Regions from separate parts of the Mus musculus genome. Here region 1 is linked to region 2. A link is a contact called in public promoter capture Hi-C data. All regions are on one chromosome and are shown on one strand. The core of a region is the stretch at or near the end of the contact, and the rest is flanking DNA. Distances in the headings are between cores, read along the strand shown.

The links. Capture Hi-C pulls out chosen DNA fragments and counts their contacts.
Region 1: a promoter capture Hi-C map of pancreatic islet shows a contact between it and region 2. The contact joins two enhancer-like sites. A contact is called at or near these places in 1 of 39 promoter capture datasets (hematopoietic stem and progenitor cells), 8 of 484 Hi-C or Micro-C datasets (the CH12 cell line, the G1E-ER4 cell line, bone marrow-derived macrophages and 3 more), 3 of 115 datasets of contacts at active chromatin or transcription factors (embryonic midbrain and embryonic stem cells) and 4 of 9 other capture datasets (adipose tissue, embryonic stem cells, liver and 1 more).

What each region holds. Positions count from the first base shown.
Region 1 is chr14:48,511,897-48,514,846 of GRCm38.p6, reverse strand. It overlaps Tmem260 (transmembrane protein 260), which reads right to left. Exons shown (of 16, transcript NM_172600.4): 16 at 1-2,944. The coding sequence ends at 2,690. Among named protein-coding and RNA genes, the nearest start is that of 4930572G02Rik, 47 kb to the left of the region's middle. Within about 2 kb of position 1,411, at least 15 of the 459 cell types and tissues checked have an H3K27ac peak or open chromatin away from gene starts, as enhancers often do.
Region 2 is chr14:48,370,520-48,373,656 of GRCm38.p6, reverse strand. No RefSeq gene overlaps it. Among named protein-coding and RNA genes, the nearest start is that of Tmem260, 74 kb to the left of the region's middle. Within about 2 kb of position 1,671, at least 16 of the 459 cell types and tissues checked have an H3K27ac peak or open chromatin away from gene starts, as enhancers often do.

The sequences.
Region 1 (2,950 bases), core at 162-2,661, 140 kb before region 2:
AGCTCTGCCGGCTCCTACTTCCTCCTCGGGCTAACCTCCAGGCAGAAGTTGGCTTTGTGGGGTTCCTGTAGATCTGCCAACCCATGGCACACCAGGGACACGGAGGAGGATGCTGGCCAAATCCTGTATAAGAAGCCATCTCCTCACGCCCTCCTCAGCCTCGGGGGCTGGACTGAAGGGAGCCCTTTATCTGATTTTATGCTGTTATGCTCCAGCCAAGGAAAAGCAATAGCAAGTTAGGAAAAGCAACTTTTGCTTCACACAGGAGAAAGGAAAAGACTTTTCCAAGTTGCTGACTGGGCATGAAGGTTAGCCAAGGCTAACCATCCTTAAATAATACTTCCATTGGAAATTTTTTCATTTACCGATGGTTTTAAGGAGTTTAAATAGTTGTGATTTTATCTGTCTCATGCTATATACATTATTGCTTTGTCAAAGAGGTCTAATGTCACTGCTATACAAATGTCAGATAAACTATATGCCATGTGCTAATACGACTCATGTGCAAAGCACACTCGGCAGCGGACATGCCTACTACATGCTGATACACATTTAAAAGGTGTTCTCAAAGAGGCCTCGGCTGCTCCTTGTGAGCCTAGACAGACACTGTTCCTTTTAAATAAATACCGTGTGTATACATAGAGTCTCAGATGAATAATCACACATACAGGATGTTCGGAAACAAACACACTCAAGAATTGGTTTTTCTGAACCAATAAAGGCTCTCTGAAGAAATGCTTGGATGTTACTGCCCTTCTCTCCCAGGAAAGGGAAAGGCGGATATAACCTCCTATCATTTCTTTGGAACCGTAGACAATTTCCCAGTGCTTCCTCCCAGCCTCACACCGCCCTGAGCTCCAACAGGTTTTTGTTTTAAGGTGAACCAGGTTTCTGGCTCTTCCCTGCGGAGAAGTTACTTTCAAGTCAGTGAAAGTTCTTGGCCCATGATTAAAAGTCTTTGCCAATTAGTACTCAACAACTTCAATTCGGTTTTTTCTGGTTCAAGATGAGCAGGAGCCTAATAAGGCTGTGATAAAAGGGCAAAAGGCACCGAGAGCCAAAAGCGGATTAATGAGCCCCTCCATGTATTTGTCTTCCTAACAGCTGAACTGTTACAACTATTGACACTCTTCAAAAGGTTCCGCTCTGAACCCTGTCCAGGCACTGCAGGCTCCAATGGACATCTTCAAATCCAGAGAATGGAGGAGCAAGAGCTTCCCCTGTGTGATGCCAAAACCAACAAAGCCCCACGGATCAGGTAATGAAACTTCAGCTTTCCCCCCTTTGAGATTTATTTACTGGCAGCTGACAAGGGGCAAATTCAGCTCGAATTGTGCAGTCAAGGCCCTGTCAAGCTTTTAGAGGCACCCTTGACTTGAAGCACCATCATGACTGGCATTTCACTCAAAAGCCCTCGGCACTGGTCCTTAACCGCTTATGACATCACAAAGGACACTCCGGACAGATGCCTACATGGCATCCTGCAGCATTTTAAAAGAGAATTAGTGGTTTTAATTATGGTCGTGGTATGAAAGGGAGCCATGCAAGCTCCACGGGAGACCTTTGATCAGACCCTTTTGCTAGTACAATGCCACGGAACTGTGACTATTCCTGGTAAGGGGCCTTTTCTTGCTGAATGACTCACCAGTGATCTTTGAATGCAGACAAGCTTCTAGCCCTCCCTCTTCATTAGTGAGCATTTCTATACAGGGGCCTATATAGTGCTCGGAGTCTAGGAGCTATACAATCAGGGGCAAAGAATCCCTACAGATTCTGGCCTCTACTTAGGAAGTGCTGAAGGACTCTGAGTGACTTTATTCATTAAAACAGGTTGCTATTAATTAACTGTCATAATAAAATAAAGAGCTATTATTATCTGCATTTCTTGCTACGTTCTCTTTAGTAATATGTATAAAAGATGCCTGAAACAGAAATGAATTTATTGAACGACGTCCTCACCCCCACTCTCGCCCATGCCCCTTTGTTCATCTGGGCAGCTACTTCCTAATTACTAGGTCTAGATCTGTGAATCCAAAGAGAAGGACAACATAAATATGAAATTAATTAAGGACATATAAAATGCCCTTTTAATTTGCCCATTTCTGCAACAGAAATGAGAGAACTTGAAGTTAGCTTTCCTTTTCATGGGCTGCAGAACTAAGATGATAAAACTCAAAGTTAAAAATAAAAAACCAGGTACTTGGTATATAGTATAAAACTTAAGACTAAAATAGTTATAGTTAACAAGGGAAAAAGGAATTGTAATGAGGTATATAACAAGAATTGTTTTTCAGAAACTATCTCACTTGCAGGAAATAGAAAATGACTTTGGTCTGCAATATTTCTTAAGAATTTACCCTTGGATCCCAATAAGCATGGAGACATGTCTCCAATGTCTGTGGAGACAGTTCCTTCTCAGCTAGAACCTACAGTCAGTTGCTCTGAGGACTACAGATGTTTTTGCATGCTTCTCATGGAAATGCTAATTTGGCAACGTGAGATAAACAGGATTTTGCATAAGGCCTGCATTTCAGCCATTAGCTCGTTTCTGCTGCACGTGACACTGATATCCAGGAGATAAATGAGATTTCTACTTTTTTGATGCAGCTTCTGTACTTGAAGGAAAAATTCTTGGACTTCAGAAACTTTGGGAGCAGAGCGGTAAGCAGGGCTACCACACTTTGCTGGCTCAGACCTTTTTTATATTTCTTAGACTTTGCAGTTCTCTTCTTAGATGCTTGAGAGCAGCTATAATGTCTGCTCGCTGTGGATCATTTTGTGCTTTCTGAGTGTAGAGATGAAAATGTCTGATGGCTTCAGACAGCAGGACTTCAGGGTCTATGCCGGTCCCTGGAAGGCGTAACATGCGCTCACAGGCAATGGCATAGTTCTTGTGCCAATTCACTGGGTGTTCCTCTTGCAAGTACACAATCTCCTTATAAAGCTAGAA
Region 2 (3,137 bases), core at 422-2,921:
GGGTCATGTTCCAGAGGGTCTTTTCTTGGACCTCAGGTCCATGGGTGGAGACCGAGATGCAGTGTTCTGGCAAGAAGGCTGTGCTAAGCTCTCCCTAGTGTATGAGCATTTCATCATGTCTTGGTCTTCTGGTCAGACAGATGCATGGATGCTCTTAAAGCTCTTGTCTTTGTTTCTTTGTGTTATCATCTATGAAGTCACCATGTCACATAAAACTGACCTCACACCAATGTTTCACGCACACCTGCCTCACGGGCATCTTGGCCATGTGCTTTGTCATGGTAAAGAAAAACTTTTCTCTCCTGCCAAGACCAAGTGGTCTACTTGGTCCACTCTCTGAGATCACATGCATTAGATTTCAAAGTTGCCAATTTACTTCAATATAAAAATGATTGTGGGTGCAGAAACTGACAAGCTAATTCTAAAGTTCATATGGAAATACAAGGAACTCAGCAGAGACAAGATAATCTCTAATAAGAAGACCATGGGCTGGAGAGATGGCTCTGGGGCTAAGAACTCTGCTGTTCTTGCCTAGGACCTAAATTAAGTTCCCAGCACCCACATCAGGCAGCTCACAACTGCCTGTGATCTCAGATCCAGGGGATCAAGTGTCCTCCTGCGGCCTCTACAGGTACCCAACAAACTCACAAATAAAAATAAAAAAGTAAGAACACAGTTAGACAATGTAGACTTCCCAACGGCAAATTGATCACAGAGCTTTGGTAATTAAATGGAGACTGTGGTGCAGGTGTGAGCACAGGCTTATAGATCGTGGCGGTCAGTTTTATATGCCACCCTGGCGAGACTTCTGATATTGTCAGACACTAACCTAAGCGGTGTTATGGATTTGTTTTGTAGATGTCATTAAAGTGTATGACCAATTGAATTAAAGCAAAGACGAGCACCATAGGCTATCGGAGGGCTTGAATCAGTCATCCGAAGGGAGACTCAAAGCTCCCTTGAAGAGGAAGAAATTCTTCCTGTTAACAGTAGCTTGACATCTGCGTTAGGGCTGTCGTCTGTCCTTCCAGACAATTTTGACTTTACTACAATTTTGCAAGCCAATCCCGTTTATATATGTTAATTCTCCCCCCTCCTTACTCCCCTTCTCTCTGTGTGTGATTTCTCCCTTAGGTCTGTTTTCTGACTAAGACAAGACTAATAGAATGGCACCAAGAACAGAGCCTGCGAGCAGATCATCATATTCTTACATCTGTGACCTCCAGCTGATTTCTGACAGGTATACGAGGAAAGACTGTTTTCAACATGACATAAATATGCCAAAGACTGGGGTTGTACCTCTGCTGCACACTGACATACAGAAGTCAATCAGAGGGATCAGGACACGCATGTAAAAGCTAAAACTATACAGTCTGAAGAGAAAACACGGAGGTAACTGTGGCCTTGGGTTGAGCAATGGTTCCTTATATAGGAAGCTAAAGTATAAGTCACAGATAGGACATGGTAGTTCATGGGGTGGGGGAGGCTTCCCCCAGAGAATGGGAGAGCATATTTTCAATCTATTATCTATCTTCCAATAGAGCTTTATCGTCCACACCATGTAAAAGGTGGCTATAAGCCAAGCACTTCTCTGAAAGCTGTACTCTCTAGCACCAACACTGCATGTTCTCTGTGCTCGGTCCAGCACCACCTACAGTGTGTAGCCCAGCTCTGCAGTTCTCACCGGCTTCATTCACAGCTGTTAATCCACATTATGTGCCAGGCTCCATGCTCACTCTTGTGGTGAACAAAGACAAAACCCAAACAGCTACAGAGCAGCATGATGTGTGCCAGAGTGGACTTGTCTGTGAGAACAGGGGTGGCCCAACAGACATGCCCGCGACATGGAGCTGGCCAAGAATGGCTTAGTGAGGATCACTTTAGTCAAAGCTTAAGGCTAGGCAGGAATCTATGATTCTCTCTGTCACTGTCTCTGTCTCTCTCTGTCTCTCTTTGTCAATCTCTGTCTCTCTCTGTCAATCTCTGTCTCTCTCTGTCTCTGTCTCTCTCTGTCTCTCTGTCTCTGTCTCTGTCTCTCTCTCTCGTGTGTGTGTGTGTGTGTGTGTGTGTGTGTGTGTGTGTGTGTGTAGGAGAACTTGACTCAGAAGAAGCTAGGGACAGGCGTCCAGGTGTCACATCTGCAGAGTGCTGGAGCTGGTGCCATTTCCATTGTAAGCCAGCTGAGAATCACTAGTTCCAGGGCTCCCAAGAAACAGCAGAGGGTTGAAGCAGATACTGTTAAGAGCTCCCTTCCTTGGACTGAATGGAAACCTGTTCTGTTATAGTTTGTAACAAACAGACTGCACTTGGCAATGAGTCCTGGCCTTTCTATCCATCATGATGATTCTCTTGCTGTTAAGCAGACATTTTCTGAGTGTCCCTTAAAGCTAACAGTGGCCGAATGGTCTTTAGCAGGAAGGTTTCTCCTCTACTGATGAAAGAGAGAAGTGGCTGGCACTGGCTTCCCCTTTCCTCCTGTCTCTTGACCTTGAACATGATTTTCTAGAAATACCACAAAATAAACAACTGAACAAAACAACATGAAACACTGAGAGCCAATATGGTAAGAAGGCAGGACAGAAAAGATAGAACTTTTCTGGTGTCTTCGGTACATCACAGAGCACATGTCAAAAACACAAAACACACTCATGGAGAACTTCCCTCCATGCAATAACTTGAGTTATATCTGAAGCTGTCCTAGCAGGCATGGCTGTATGGCACAGAACACTTCCAGCCAAACGCAGAGCAGGGGCTTCTCTTCTCGTCCTCAGAACTCATTCGTCCTCAGCCGTTCTCAATCTACTACACACATTTCATCCGAACTCCTGGAAAATCCCACACCACAAGAGTCAGCATGTCATTCTACAGAATGAAACAAATGAGCAAACAAACGAACTTGAATAACACCATTAAATAAGAAACTTACTTAAAGTATCTCCATTGGTTATTCTGGAATAAACTGTCTCCTGGACTTATCCCTAGTGGCTGTTTTGAAAACCTAAGGCCTTTATTATTTTCTGAAAGCATTAAAAAAAAAAAGATATCTGCCCTGTTAGTGATTAAAATCAACTTGAGTTGGGAGGCACGTATGAAAGGACAGATTTAGTCATTCTAATTAGGTGATTGGTTGCCCTCTA